2 separate regions of the Gossypium hirsutum genome follow, and region 2 is linked to region 1. Evidence: chromatin contacts called from public Hi-C data. All regions are on one chromosome and are shown on one strand. Each heading gives the region's core, a stretch centred on a gene start, on an enhancer-like site or on the middle of the called end of the contact. The rest is flanking DNA. Distances are from core to core; before and after follow the strand shown.

Region 1 (4,499 bases), core at 763-3,262:
GTATTTGATTATAATGTGTTTTGATAAATTTTTAATAAATAATAATGCTTAATTAATAGTGCCGAATAGAGTTACGAGTATAATTGGTATGCTATAAGGTCTGTTTGATAAGTGGGAGATCCAACACTTAATGCATGTTATATTTGATCCAACGCTTAATGTGTTATATTGCAATAGTTCTCTAATTCCTTGAGGGTCGAGAACATATCACTAGCTCAATTCCTTAAGGGTACGAGCGTATTCTGATGTAGTTTATGGGATCGATGCATTTATGTTCGATTAGCACATCAGTTCATATATTAGTGTGTCGATGGACTGGTTTGTGTATCATCCTCAAATCCAAGTCAGTTAAAAGGGCTAAACTAATAAAATGATCATGATATATATATATGATATTCAATTGTATTATAAAATGAATATTGAGATTGATTTGAGGTAAGTTTAACAAGATTTTAATACCCTGAGGGTGCCTTATTATCGGGATTAATGTCATTGATGTTAAGATATGACTAATTGGTATAATGTTGTATGTATACATATATAAATTTCTTATTTTTCATATCATTGATTATATATTGAATTCAAGTTATGTTAGCACCATAGATTTTTAGTAGATTGAAGTCTTAAAAGTATTCAGAGGTAATAGGTCAACTCAACTTGGACCATACTTGTACTGTTATTTATTTGTATGTGTAGTTAATGGCATCTACCTATGTCGAGTATTATGGTCTAATATGAATTTGGTATGTTTTTGCTATAATGGACTTATAATATTTCTTGAGTTGAATTTTAATGGTTGAGAAGTGATTGAGTTGTATGAACTTAATGGTTAAATCCTTTATTTAGGTTTGTATGGTTGAGGTGTATTGATTGCTAGGTTGTTAGAATGTTGATTATGTTTTGGTTATTTAAATCTGTGCAATTGATATTGGATTAATGTTTGCCTAAATTAGGTGTGAAATGATTGGTGTTTGTGCTTTACAATGCTTATTTTAGGCATTTCTATAATAATGTCTTAAAAAATTAAGAACATGTATCAAAACCTCAAGTACATAATTGATTATTTGGTGCATCTCGCAAATTTCGGTCTTGAGACTAAACAAACAAATCTCGAGATAATATGACTCAAGTCTCAAGATAAAGAGTTTTTTGTATCTCAAGACAAACACATAAAGCTAAATTAATAAAATAAAGGAGATCTGTCTCAAATCACTATTGGATTTTGATAAATAGAATTAGGATTCAAATCTTAATTCGGTACTTAATTTTGCTTAATCCCTAATTGCATTAAAAAATATCATTTGAGATTTGTTAAACATGTTTGTGTATAGTTGAATTTGTAAAAAATTTATTTTGTTTGAATGCTAATTTACTTGGTAATGAAAGTAGTTTTAATTAGAGTTGCTTCAACAATGTAATGTACCTTACGTATTCGGATCCGACACTGTTTTGAGTGCAGGGTGTAACAAATTCCATACTAACATTTGTTGAAGAAATTATAAAAACATCGGACTCCCTGGAAAGACTTCGAATTTTAACAATGCTACTTAATTACATGTATCGATTGCATATTTAGATACAAGTATATAAGAATTTGACAGTCCAAATACACGTAAAACAAAAACTTGAAATAATTGAATATACTCACATGGTATACATAACTATACAACACTTTCAAATACGTCCGAGTAATACAGGTTTTTAGTAGGGTAACTAACCTCAAGGGGATAATACTGTAGGGCTCACTTTACAAACCTCCGCATTGAATCCACAATCCATTAGAAGCAGCAGCCATGCTCTTTGTTGTTCGGAGAGTTGATCTCTAGGGCCCTTAACCTCGACGAGTTTGGCTTCACCTTTGTAGTCCCCATGGAACCGCCAGAGCAACAAATCAGGCATTCCACTCAACCAACTGCGGTAATCCTGAGCGAGATGTCTACATAGAGAGGCCAAACAAGGACCTCTGATACATGAAACAGCTGCTCGAAGGTCGGAAAGGGAGTGTTGGTCCCAATTAACTCCTCTACAAGCTGTTCCCATATGCAATTCCCATGATGTTTTGAGAATCTCTTCAGCCAAACCATCGTGGATTTTTTGTAGTTGGGGCTCGATAAGGCTCTTTCTTGCCAGATAAAAATGATCAGTATCCATATCCAATGGAGCAGTCTGCAAAAGGAAATATTTACTTATCTAAGAAACTCACAAATTTAATACATAATTCTTCCCCCCAACCCCCTTCAAACAAAAAAAAAAAAAAGTGAAGAAAATTTTCAGAGAACTTGAATTGGTTATTAAGCCAAAGCCATGTACTCTTTCAAATGTTTGTTAGTTCCCTTTAATCCCATATTGCTCCTGCTTTTATTTTATTTTTTTAAGTACCTGTTTTAAAACATTCGGATAGGGTATACGGATGACTCTCCAAAGACCTTCCAAGTACATGGAAATTACTTAAAAGAAAATTAAACATCTGTACCTAACTCTCTCATCCGAGTAATATGGCTTTTGTCTTCAAATATATATGTATTCGAAGCAATCATGTTGAAGGATATAAATGGTATACTAGTATGTTATCATTTAAAGGGTGGAGAAAGTTTCGAGTTTCAGATTCTGTCTCATCACCCTTCCGATTGTTACGATTTATAACAGCTAAATTCACTGGCAAGTCATTTAGTTGAATATCTTGTCATCTCATAATCATGTTCATAGTAATTTATATTTATACAAATTTTGATATGTTAATAAATCGTGTTATATAAAATTTTAAACATTCAAATATTCTTATCTTTATCATGTTTTAGGTGGTCATGTCGTATCATGTACTCAGAATGAACCAAGCAACACAACCAAAATTTTCAAAGTGGCATTGCAATCAAATCAATACGTAAGCATGAAGAAACACATACTTGCATGTAATGAATTACAAAGCATCACCGACTTTTAAAAGCAATTCAAAATATTGTGTTTCTTTTATGACTGACATTGAGCATTGTACCTGGAATCTGGTGCGGAAAACATTTGGTACATCTGAAAATAAAATATCCCACATGAGAAGCCCGAAGATAGTCATCCATATACCACTCTCTGTATGGACACCCTGCCATCCACCTTCTGTTGCATAATACTGTAGAGCTAACTGTTCTACTCCACATTGCTCCCCATCTTCCCCATAGAACCGGCTTTTTCTACCAGCTTCACAGTTCAATGGTCTCCCTTGAATATGAACCTGTATGTCTCAGGATGAAAACTAATATAATTAGCTAAGTACAATGTTAGTTGGACTCTGGTGAGAGTGCCAAACATGGATGTGTCCAAGATTTTCATGTATTTCGAGAGTCATTGGAGGATCATATCCCATACCCATGTTCATATATGAATCAGACACGGCACGGGTATTTCAAGGAAAATGAATCTAGGTTAGGCATACTTCGAAACTTCTTAAGTGCACAGCTCAAGGAGCAAAACCAACACAAGGAAATAGTAGTGAGTACCTCTATTATCTTCCTCTTAAGAGATTCTGAAAAACTTGGAGTTTTCCAGCGCCTAGGTGGTTTTGCCAAGCGAAGAACTCGCCTTTGTAGTGCCATTCTTGAACCGGCACGAACCCAAGGATCTAATAATCCAGCCTCAGCGACTGAAAGACTCTCATTGGGGCAGCCAATATGCTCCAAATCAACAGATAATCTTACGGTCCAATATCCCCTTCTTGCATCACAGGTGAAGCAATCAAGCAATCGCCTTAGTAAATGTATCGCATCCTTGTACCTGAGACAAGACAATTATAAAAATATTTTTAAAAAACCCAACATTTGTCTTGGATGTGGCTTTTTTCTTATGCATCAAGATCATTAACCAGGTTAATGAAAGTAGCACCATGCTCAATGAAATTTTATGGTTCACTTATGAATTCTCATAGTAGTTTATTCATTGTTGGATCATTGATGGTCGCTTTATTGTCTACCACTATCACCACCCAGCCAACGTTGCTACTTTTGCCATTTGCTACCACTACATCCAATTGCAGTTAGCAAAATGTTACTGAATTTTCATTTTTCTTAAAATACCTGGGTTGGACACTCATGTCCAACGCATATCCAGAATACAGGTATGGGGATATGACCTTTAAGGGACTCCAAATACATGAAACGGGTTGCACAAAACTGAACATATCTGTACCGAACAAAAGCTTGTATACGACACTCACACTAGAGTTTGAGTACCATAGAATACTACAATTGCTACTATTACTACTACACTCTTGCTACTGTTACTATCCAACCAGAACCATCTTATTTTGAAATAAAAAAAATCTTTTAAGTGATCATTGATGGTTGTGCGCATAAATCATTCAATCAAACAATGGCAAAGCCTAGAAAGATAAAGAGTTTAAAAGATAATTAGTTCCCCGTAATGTCATCTTAATAGACAAGAGATAAGTCAAAAAATGATAAGGGCGATTTTATTTTTACTTATACCAAAGAATCATGTTCCATACCTACGCT
Region 2 (4,499 bases), core at 732-3,231, 220 kb before region 1:
CTCTAAATACTAGAGAACAACATTAGATTGTACTTTACCTCTAGATACTAGAGAACAACATTAGATTGTACTTTGAAGTGGTATTGGTGTCACTGGACTTGTATAAAATTCCCTAACTAATCATGGTGCCACTGGACTTAGTGACACCAACTCAATTGGGATTTCCTTGAAAACCATCTGTTATAAGTTAATAAATATGTTTTAGGAGTATTTATGTCTTAACCACTCATTTTTATTTAAAAAAGAAGAAATCACTCTTTTAAAAAAAATCTCTTTAGAAAACTATTTTTTAAAAAATACCGTCCCTTTTAAGATTACTATTATTTAAGATTACTATTATTTAAATTATATACACTTTTACTTCTTTTAATAATCCAACCGTTGAATCTATCAATATAATGATATTTGCCATGCATGTAAATTTTGGAATCTATTTGATATTTCTATTATATCGAACTATAATGCTTTCTTTATTAATATATATTTAACTGTTGATTTTTTTACTCCAAAACAAATAGTTAGATATCTTTAATTTATTCAAAACTTGACATGCATTATCTACATGAATGGAATAAAAAGGCTTGATGAAAGTGTCTATACACATTTGTCAAAATAAAAAACCATGCTAATTTTTCTTTTGGAAGTTAATTCATGACCTCTCCCAACTTTGAAGTTTGCAAGAGTGAATATTTCTCCTTTCCCCTATTAGATACTCCCCCACTGTTTACTCTCTCAACTTTGAAGTTTGCAAGAGTGAGTTTCTGTCCATATTTATTTATTTATTACCTTTCATCTCCTTTACCTCATTAGATACTTTCTCTCTCTCCTTTTGCTATTTTTCTTCATGCTTGTCTTTTTGTTTGACACATCAATTCGGTTCATGGTTTTGACTATCCTAGTTGCCTATCAAAGAGATCCAGTACACTATGTGACCAACGTGGGTATGATCATATTTCTTAAGTTTTTCCATATTTTTGGACGAGCTTTGAAGGTTTTATTCCCATATCCATGTTCAAACATGAATGTTGGATGAGTACCTAAAGAAAACTCAAGAGTCCAGCAACATTGCGATCCAGATCTATGATGTGGATTGTAGTACTCCGGGTAGCAGCAATCCTCGTAACTGTGTTTTAAACTATGTTGTTTGTTGACCAACATAACATGCAGGTTACTTGCGGAACTCTTGGTCTTTCTACTGCAACAGTTAAACTCATCGATGCTGATGGGAGAAAGCATGTTGCCTGCTCAGTTGGAACTGGACCTGTAGATTCAGCTTATAAAGCTGTTGATCTCATTATCAAGGTTTGATGCCAGAAATAAGTACTTTTCTTTGTTTTTTATGGATGCTACCAAGAATGTCTATGAATTCCGGATTTTCTTATAATTAAGGCTACTTTTTAAATATCAATGCTTCATCAATTTCCATCAATTACAGGAATCGGTTTCACTTCTTGAGTACTCAATGAATGCCGTTACGGAAGGAATTGATGCGATAGCCACAACCCGCGTTCTAATTCGTGTAGAGAAAAGTCACTTATCTACTCATGCGTTGACTGGTGAACTCGTTCATCGAACATTTAGGTGCTGAATCTTCTTGCTTTTGTTTCCATGTCCGTTTTAAACATTTCCAGCTCGATAAATTCAGTGAATTAAAATATTTCTCCTATGGTGACAGTGGAACTGGGGCAGGAATGGATATCGTTGTTTCCAGTGTCAAAGCTTATGTCAGTGCATTAAATAAGATGTTGGGATTCAAAGAACAATATCCAGCAAAGGCTTCATCCATAGAAAGGACTCCAGCTTCTTCTTAAGCTACTTACTCGGTTTCATGTACGTGTATTGAATATGATTATGTATCCAACAAGGGTATGTTCATTTCTGTTTAGATTTTTCCACGTCTATACTCATGTCTGGATTTGCGTCGGACACACTACTTTAGAGAGAAGAAAAGACGAACAGTTGGAGCAGCAATCTCCATGCATACATACATGAGTTCAGTTTTGTAACTGCAAATTCATTTTAATCTTGCAGTAGTGATAATGATTTGAAAGGTTTTTGAATATAAGTTAGTTTGAGACTTTTTAAGTTTTAGAAAGAAAAAAACCAATACGGTTGGATTTTGTTCTTTCTTGTGAGTTCTGTAGAATGTATTAAGAAATCAATAAGATCGTTTCTTCTTCAAAATAATTTTGGTATTTATTTTGACTCAGGTGAGTGTCGAATAAAGATCAGTTTGACAGTGGGTGTTTCAATTTAATTTTTTTTTCATCTTTTTTATGCTAAAAAATGTATCAGATACACTATAGAAAGTGGTTACTTTTTTTTTCCTTTATACACAATCCATAAATTAAAAAACTATAGAAAATCTATGGCCAAATATTTCTTTCTCTTTAATTTTTTTTTAAAATTTTGGTTAAAAGGATGTTTGTAATTGCATCTTTTATCGAGTTAAATGTCAAATATACAAATGCATGATACCATTTGATAGCAACACAAAGGTTTAGATTTTTCTTTTCAATTTTATTGAGATTATCAAATCGATATGATAAACTAAAAATGGTTAGTGCATTATTTATCTTCAAAGTTGTACTTAATTTTGCTCAGCTGTCAATTTGTTTTTACGGTACTCTCATTTTGCTTCATATTTAATTAAATACCCTGGCTAGTATTTATTAAAAAAAACAATTGCACTTAATTTGTTACTTAATTTTTATTTATCAATTTGGTATTTTAATTTTTTCATTATGTATCACTTTATTCCATCTTTACCCCAACAGTAAATAGTGTTACAAAAAAAATGAGAGCGCGATCAATTACTGTGAGGGGAAAGAATTGGAAAAATTGAAAGAATAAATTTTAAAAAGGGAAAAAATAAAAAATAAAGCAAATTAAGAAATAAAAAAATCTGGAAAGTTGTATAAAATTTCCCGAATATTTACTTAGTTTTTAAAAATACATAGAATACAAAAAATAGCGAAGATGTAGAATAAAGAGAATTTCAGAAAAGATTTAGAAAAAAATATAAATATATAAAAAATTTCCATTTTTTGAAAATTCTCTTTTGGCAAAATAAATTTAAAAATAAAAAAGAATAAATTAAAAGAAATTTCAGAAAAAAAATCAAAATTTTGTTTAAAAAATTAGAAAAATACAATAATAAAAATTCTTGAAATTACAAAATGTACTTTTCTTTTTTAAAAAGATACATAAAATTTACAAAAAGAGTGAAATTTCAAAATATATATTTACTTTTCTTGAGTAGATAATATCTTCATCATGTAACATAACAATTAATTCTATTTTATTTTTTTAATTTATTTATATTTTGTATAAAGGAAATTAAGATCTACTAATCTTCAGCAGGAAAAATTTGTACCTTCATATAAAACAAATTTTTTGATGGTGAATTAACATACACCATTAACCACAAAGAAATTTAGCTATCCATAAGATTTAAAGTAGCAACAATAAAAGTATCAATCAATACCGCCATTTATGCAGGAAGGATTTGAGGGTTAAAAATGCTCAGTATGGAGTGCAAGTCAAATCTTGTTGAATCCAAACTTAGTGTCCAAGGATTCTCTTTCCACTTTCCATTTTAATATTAAATTTAAGAGAAAATACAGAAATTAAAGAAAAAATTGTTAGAGTTGTGTGACCTAAATTCTAAAAAGTTACTTGTAAGTTAAGTTAAATAAAATATATTTTCTTTCTAGAAGATTTAGTATTTATTAGTATAATATATTTAGCATTTCTTAACATAATTTATTTGACTTATGAATTTAGCCTACAAATAGGCTTTTTTACAACCTTAGAAAAAACACCCATTAAAAGATTAGAACTCATACAACTTTTGGAAAATTTTGTGTTTACGTTTTGAGGTTTTTTTATTTTTAGATTTTGGGGTTTAGTTTTTTATCTCTATTTTTTGTACTCTTCGTTCTTTTGCCATTATAGTAAAATTATCTTTACCCATGGTTTTTTATCCTCTTAGAAGGAGTTTTTCCACGTTAAATTTTTTATCTCTATTTTTACTTGTTCATTGCTTAATCAGGTCGATCCCCAACAAGTGCTTTCAGAGCTAGTTCAATTTTCGTAGATCAGCCCGTTCAGAGATGACAATATTGAGAAGTTCGATGGTGTCACAAATTTCAATTTGTGACAAGTTTGGACGATGACAATTCTAGTTCAGATTGGCCTAAAAAAGGTCGTTACTAATAAAAAGCATGAGAATCTAGATCAGACAGAATGAGAAAAGCTTGATGAAAAGACCCTGTTTGCAATCTAGTTGTGCCTCACGAATAGGGTATTGTAGGAGGTATTGATGGAGAAAACCTCATTCGCCTTATGAAAAAGGTTAGAAACTCTTTATGCAACTAAGTCTCTAGCTAATAGTTTAGTGTTGAAACAACATCTATTTACGTTTCGCATGAACAAATGTGAGCTTCTTAGAAATCACATTAGTAAATTTATTACTCTTTTAAATGATTTAAAGAATA

The links. A called contact is a pair of places that touch in the nucleus more often than the background predicts.
Region 2: a contact with region 1 is called in a Hi-C map of leaf, with 3 times the contacts expected there. The contact joins two enhancer-like sites. A contact is called at or near these places in 7 of 34 Hi-C or Micro-C datasets (callus, leaf, petal and 1 more).

Annotation. Positions count from the first base shown.
Region 1 is chrA03:51,206,499-51,210,997 of Gossypium_hirsutum_v2.1, reverse strand. It overlaps LOC107887276 (fanconi-associated nuclease 1 homolog), which reads right to left. Exons shown (of 15, transcript XM_016811465.2): 12 at 4,493-4,499; 13 at 3,489-3,762; 14 at 2,993-3,223; 15 at 1,524-2,166. The coding sequence ends at 1,720. Among protein-coding and RNA genes, the nearest start is that of LOC107887276, 8.9 kb to the right of the region's middle. Within about 2 kb of position 2,012, at least 3 of the 9 cell types and tissues checked have an H3K27ac peak or open chromatin away from gene starts, as enhancers often do.
Region 2 is chrA03:51,430,658-51,435,156 of Gossypium_hirsutum_v2.1, reverse strand. It overlaps LOC107887273 (2-isopropylmalate synthase 2, chloroplastic), which reads left to right. Exons shown (of 12, transcript XM_016811463.2): 10 at 1,168-1,302; 11 at 1,436-1,581; 12 at 1,676-2,184. The coding sequence ends at 1,811. Among protein-coding and RNA genes, the nearest start is that of LOC107887273, 16 kb to the left of the region's middle. Within about 2 kb of position 1,981, at least 1 of the 9 cell types and tissues checked has an H3K27ac peak or open chromatin away from gene starts, as enhancers often do.